Regions from separate parts of the Capsicum annuum genome. Here region 1 is linked to region 2. The links are chromatin contacts, called in public Hi-C maps. All regions are on one chromosome and are shown on one strand. The core of a region is the stretch at or near the end of the contact, and the rest is flanking DNA. Distances in the headings are between cores, read along the strand shown. Region 1 holds the start of LOC107877898 (probable polygalacturonase). Region 2 has its middle 28 kb from the start of LOC107877122.

Region 1 (3,198 bases), core at 698-3,197, 130 kb after region 2:
ATGTAAGTAAATTCAATAAGCAAAAGACAAGTATACTGTCATAGTGATCAACAACCAATCAAGAAAAGCATGGTAGAGCAGTAGTGTTGTCCCTCATTCTGATAGTTCCTGGCCCTTGATGTGTACGTACAATGCCACCTCTCTACATACTCTATCAATTTTGTAGTGGCCTTTAAATCTTAAATCATTTCTCTTTCTCCCTATGATATTCACAACCATAGCAAATACATTACATAGGATTGATCCATTGCCATAACTGGACATTCCTATTAGCACATAGTATCTCCTCGTTCTAGTCTGGTTATGCCCAGCCAACTAATCCATAACTCTCTTATAATAGTGTACCACCAAGAATAAATGATCAAATGACTCTATTTTTGTGGAAAAAGATGCAATTCATAGGAATATGGAAGCCAAACATTTGCAACCTTTTGACCGTAGCTAGTTTTCTTCAAGCAGCTAATCAAAGAGTGGATTTATATCTTGGGTGAATACTTTGTTGCAGAGTGATATTCTTTCAGGGGACTTTTTAGTCTTGAGGTAGAAGTAGACAATACATCTTGTGAATGGAGAACTTCCCATTAACTAACAGAGTGTTAAATCCGGTAGTTAGGTCACCCTGAAGGTGGGGTAATTGTAAGACATATCTTCTACCCTCCAAGATTTTCCTCACAACAAGTAGGATTCACAAGAATTGGATATAAAATGTTTAAGACAACTAGATTAAAGAGCAGTTTGATAGATATGACAGATTTTAATTTACGATCATAAGATTCAAAAATCTGATTTGCTTTCTTAAACCTTAGGTCAAATCAAAATAGAATAAGCAAATCGAAAGGGAGGTAAAACATTATTAATTGGAGATAAATGAAAACTTACAAAGAAGTATTAGTTTTTAAAGCATCATATATTTAATATTTTGAAATAAACTTACCTAAGATTTACTTAAACTAACAATATTTATGTGATATAGAAGAGATCATTTCGACGCGCCTAATTCATCTGCTTCAACTGTTATTTTATTATATGATCCTTAATTAATTATTAGAAGTTATTTATGTATTTAAAAATTAATAATATTTAATTAAAAAATAGATATTTATTACATGTCTGCTTTAGCTACTTCAATAATAATTTGACTAAATATCACCCCTAATTAATTATTATAAATCATCAAAGTATTAAAAATAATTAATATTTAATAAAAAGTGATAAAATAGAAATAAAATGATAAATTAACCCTTGATATTTTAAATTATCTTGATGTGAGGGCCAGTTAAATTCTTTTCACAAATATATTTTATAGTAATTTTGATATATCACTTTTAATTAGTTGTTGTAAGTCATTAACATGTTTGCTTCACTACTTCAATCATAATTTTACTATATCACTCCTAATTAATTATTCTGACTATCTAAGTATTTTGCCACTTAAATTGATATTTGTGATTTATTACCTCACTTATGAAGGATGATAAGCAGAAAACAGATCGACATATTTGTTTGTATTGCCTACTTAAATATTTTTTTTTATATTTATTTATTTTATTTTTTTAATTTGTTATATATTTGAGAATTACATAAAAATATTATAAATCATAATAATTAACAACTTAAGATAATTCAAAAAATGTAAAAGAAAATTAGGTGACTTAATTTTATTATTACCATATAAATTGAAACAAAAAAAGTATTATAAATCACAATAATTAATAATTTAAAATATATAAAAAATTAGTAACATTCAAAATTATATCAATATCACATAAATTGAAATAAAAAATATAATATATATTATAAAAAACTACATAAAAATATTATAAATGACAATAATTAACTTAAAAATGTTAGTTTTGAAGGCCCGTGCTTCCCCCTGCTTGATATATCGGGGCAAGTGTGTATAGCCACGTATCAGCAAATAATAAAATTAGCGTAACACCCACTGTTTTCAAATTAAGCCTAGTGTGTATCTAAAACATTGTTCTTCCTTTGAATGCACTCCATCGACCCCATCACCTTTTACCTAACCCATCTATCTCACTGATCCCGACCACTACATTTCACCTTCCAAATTCTTCTTTATTTGATATTTCAGTTCGCATTATTGTCTTTGCTAGTAATAATACTACTATTTTATTTTCATTTACACAGTCACATACATACCAACATTTCTCCCATCAACCTTGGTGTTTGGCCAGCTTTCGCTTACCTAACTGTATCCGGGGATACCGATCACCTCCTGCCGTCCCATCTCCAACCTTACTACTCTATGGTGGAGACTCTAACGCCGTTGTCATCTTCATCCCGTTGGACTCAATTCCACCACCCACGTCCATGGATCCCACCACTATTCTCTAACCACAAAACCCTTTTAACTGCTCTCTGGATCGCGTTCATATTTTCTATTCTATTCTGGCAAAGGGATGCTACTACCGGAATCTTGTTTTACCGGCGTAATTTTCCGGTGATGGTAATGCCGAAACTCCGTCCGACGGCGTTTAACTTAACGGACTTTGGTGGGGTTGGTGACGGCGTTACATTGAATACGGCGGCGTTTGAGAGGGCAGTATTGGCTATTTCTAAGCTTGGTAAGAAAGGTGGTGGACAGCTTAATGTGCCACCTGGATATTGGTTAACGGCGCCGTTTAATCTTACCAGTCATATGACTCTTTTCCTTGCTGAGAGCGCTGTAATATTGGGTATTGATGTAAGTATATTCTTGATCTGTTAATGTTTACAGTTCTCAATTTTGCATGCTGAACAGTAGAAACTAACTACTTAGTTTTTACTTTTATAAACTTTTGCTCTAGTGATAGACAAGCTTGCTACACATGAGTCGGATTATGGGGTTGTTAAGAACTGAGAGATGACAGTGTACGACTGACAGAGCCAGGATTGTCAGTAAGGAGTTCAAATATGAAGGAGTAAACACATGAAGAAGCCAAAAGGGGTTTAATGTCTATTATAGATACGTAAAAGATAATTTTGATCATGTACAAACAACGTAATTTTCCTTGGCCCTACCTGGCTCCGCCCCTACTAATACAGTGGATGAGTCTGATAATTGGTGTTTGGAAAAGTAAGGATCAAACAGTTTCCTGTCTTTAGTTGTAGATGGAGATCTCGGAGAAGCTATTTTTAGGGGATCTATGCTAAGTCTCTTTCGATAATGACATGGCATCAACCAACCACCTGTAA
Region 2 (3,647 bases), core at 423-2,922:
ATTGGCCCATTAGAAAGCTGTCCAGCTTTTGGACCTCATTCGTATGGACTTGGGTCCATTTTCTAAAGTGTATACCAGCTGTATATCAATAGCTTAAGTCTCAACGTTTTTGTGTATATCACTTCATATACAGTGTATATCAGTGACAAATACTGCTTATTTCCCCTCCACTTTTCATCATAAATCGTGTGATGATGTGCAGCTGCTGCTTACGATGTATATTCACTGTATATCAGCATATACCAGCCCCTAATGCTTATATCGTTGTATACCAATGCAAAAACAGTCCTCTCGGGACTTGGACTTGAGATTTTGACTCGATGTTGGGTTAGACCCAACGAGGATGCTAGGAAAAAGTCCAAAAGGGCTCGAACGAGTTCATGCAAAAAAAAAATAAAAAAATCACAACATTATGAAACGAATATTCAAACTAGCACATATGCTTAACATCTAATGAGCAATATAGTGAAAAACTAAATAACTTCAGCCATATTGTGAGATAAATGTATCCACGTCTCTCCATAACATAAAACTGAAAAGTTGCCTTCTGGATGAGTCACAACTCCCAAATATAAAAGCCTTCAAGAACCTTTTCTACAATTGCAAATATACTAAGAGGAAATTTTCTTAAAGAATCAAATATTTCTCTTTCAAGTATATGTCTACTGCTCAATCTTAGTTTTCAATTCATTCTAAAAAAAATTTCCAACATTCTTGAAAAAAAATGAACTGAACAGCAAAGAGAAATTCACCAAACTAAACATATTCTTTCACTGTTAATGCTACGGTAAGGAAAACAAAGATTGGTGTGTGAAACATTCCTTTCTTAAAGTTCGGAAATCATAGACTTCGAAAAATAAATAAGTAATTAAATAAAATTAGGCTAACCTAATCTATAGCTAAAGCCAGAACAATTTATGATGAATAACCTTACTTTTCTTTTTTTTTTCTTTTGCAAACTTTAAGACGAAAATATTCAATTTAACAGAGTAATGATGATAATAAAATTGAGAAAATCTTAACACAAATTTAAATTCTTTGAGAATCAACAATTGAACATACTTCACACCAAGAAAAGAACTACTACATCTCAAAGGCAGAAAAAGAACTATATCATCCCAAAATTCATCCTAATAAAGTGTCTGGATGCTCCTCTCATACGGACAATTAATTCATCGACAAAACGGCGATAAATACAGCCAATTCCATAACATAATTTTTCAGTCATACGAATGAGATTAGGGAAAAAGCTTTCACCTTTTTTGGAGCAACGAACCGGACAACAAGCTGTAGCGAACGAATTCCACCATCGAAATTTCAATTTGAATTTGTTGGAATATAACATTCGTCGGCACTGATTTTCGAACTCTCCGAAAATTTTACATGTGGCTCCGAAGCTCCAAGTTTTTCCCAAAATAAATTGAGATTTGAATTTTTTTAAAAAATAAGATAAGATAACTGTTGATACAGCTGTTGTGCAACTGTTATTGCTGTCATTGTTGACAACGTGGTGTTACGTCAGGTTAAGTGAGGAAGAGACGGGTTCGGGTCGGGTTTGAAATTGTCGTTATTGAATTGTTGTGGAATGTTGTTGAAACTGTCGTTGTTTGCTGTTAAGGGGAAAGGGCAATGGGAGATGGGCCGGGTCGGTCAATGGGGCGGTGGGCTTTGCTGTTGGGCTGTTAAGGGTGTTGCTGTTTGAGGCTGATTTTGGTGTTAATATTAGGCTGCTGGGACCATGTTTGGACTGGTGACCCAATTTGAAAGTGGGAAAAGGGATTGTATGGGTTGAGGAAAATGGACTGGCTAATAAAACAATTACTAATTCCTAATTATGGTCATTTTATATTACTAAAATAGTCACAATTGAAGAAATTTGGGTAAAATTGAGACAAAATTATCTTCTAATTAATTTAACGAATTTATCAAATTTAATAATTTCAAAATAAATATTAAATACAACACAATTTTATTTTATTTCTTTTTTTTTCGAAGATGTTAATAATAATAATAATAATAATAATAATAATAATAATAAAAAAAAAAAAAAAATAATAATAATATAAAAATTAAGAAATTAATTATGTCATCAATTTCTTATTTTCAATCAATCTTGAGAAAAGTAGAATATTTGTAACTGTTCAAACTTTTCATTCTGAATAAATTTTAAAATATTTTTTTAACTGATAATTATATAATCATGTATAATTAAACACTAAATATATTAATTTCGCCTAAATTCAAAAGGTAGGGTTGAAATTTCTTTCAAAATAACTAAACATAAATATTTCAAAACTATTTAAAATTGAAAAATTCAAAAATTAATTTGAGACGTGGAGGGCAAAATCAGATGTCAACAGTAGGTATTGCCCATAGGATGTTCCTGACATCAATATGGTTAACTCATTTAATTCTATTTGTTCAAACATTTGGTATATTTTTCCAAAGTTAATAGTCCACTAGGTAATGTCTTTTAAAGATATATATATAAAAAACCCTTCACTAATTGATTTATTGGCGAGCTATTTGAAAGGTGAGGAATGAACTTTATTCTAGGAAAAACTACAAGGGGTTATTTGGTAGCTGGATATGAAACAAGGTATTCATGTGACTATGTTTATCTTATATAATGTTTAGTGGGTGGAAATGAAATGAGTTATTCATGTATTAAATTAATACCATGTTTAATTTATAGTTTAAAAATCTGCATAACATACGGGTATAAGTTATGAGAGAATCTCTGTATTATCTTATGCAAGATAGAAGGTGGAACAAGTTATACACAAATAACTAAAATCAACATAAAATAATACATAAATTTCCTCATAACTAATTAATGTATTACTAATACCTGTCATTTCTTTTATCAGCTACTAAACGATCCCTAGGTACTTCAATTTTACTTATGTATAGTTTTATATTTTGTTGAATGAATGTTAAAGTTAGTGTATTGAAAGGGGCTAATACATACTTGTTTATTTCACAGGAACATTGTTATATTATCCTGAGGTAATGGCTGCTCGAAGGTACACTTATAACTTACTTTCTTTTATGTGCACTCTCATTCAATTCTATTGAAAGGTGTTTGTTGGTCTTGCAGAGTTGTTGTTTTTTATGTAAGAAGTTTATATGGTCTTTTATTATGTTTTGTAATGATACTCAAATTTTTTATGAACTTAGAAGTTTTCTAGTCGCTAAATTTGGAATCATCGCTGTACAGGGAAGGTGACACTAAAATATGGGTGAAAGATATAAAGTCAAGATCGAAGGACTATCAGTAAGTTCTAACTTTTTCGCTGCTTCTCTCTTTATCTCCCCCTCCTTTATGTATGTGTGCAATGTACATACATAAAGGACGGTAACATGTTTTCCAACTAAATCTTATTATTTAAACCCTAAAAACACTTAGGTACAAATATGTGTTTGAAGACCAAATTAAGTTCATAAAGTCGGCACTAAAGGATGGTATTAATGTATGCCTTCTTATTTCTACAATGAATATCTTAACTTTAATGCATAGTTTTTCATGAATTTTTTTATCTTTTCTTCTACAGTCTATTCCGTTGTTTTCTCCACCCTGCTCATATTTGCTCTTCTCAAATTGGTGCTTCAATTTACAAGTTAGCTATTTTTTTCAAAATTCTACC

The links. Hi-C and Micro-C count contacts between places; a contact is called where the count stands out from the background.
Region 1: a Hi-C map of leaf shows a contact between it and region 2, with 4 times the contacts expected there. The contact joins the promoter of LOC107877898 here to the enhancer-like site in region 2. A contact is called at or near these places in 2 of 5 Hi-C or Micro-C datasets (leaf and placenta).

The regions. Positions count from the first base shown.
Region 1 is chr7:114,890,153-114,893,350 of UCD10Xv1.1, forward strand. LOC107877898 (probable polygalacturonase) reads left to right here and starts at 1,948. Exons shown (of 5, transcript XM_016724692.2): 1 at 1,948-2,707. The coding sequence starts at 2,270.
Region 2 is chr7:114,756,914-114,760,560 of UCD10Xv1.1, forward strand. No RefSeq gene overlaps it. Among protein-coding and RNA genes, the nearest start is that of LOC107877122, 28 kb to the left of the region's middle. Within about 2 kb of position 1,673, at least 5 of the 5 cell types and tissues checked have an H3K27ac peak or open chromatin away from gene starts, as enhancers often do. A contact at or near this core is called in leaf, where this site is marked.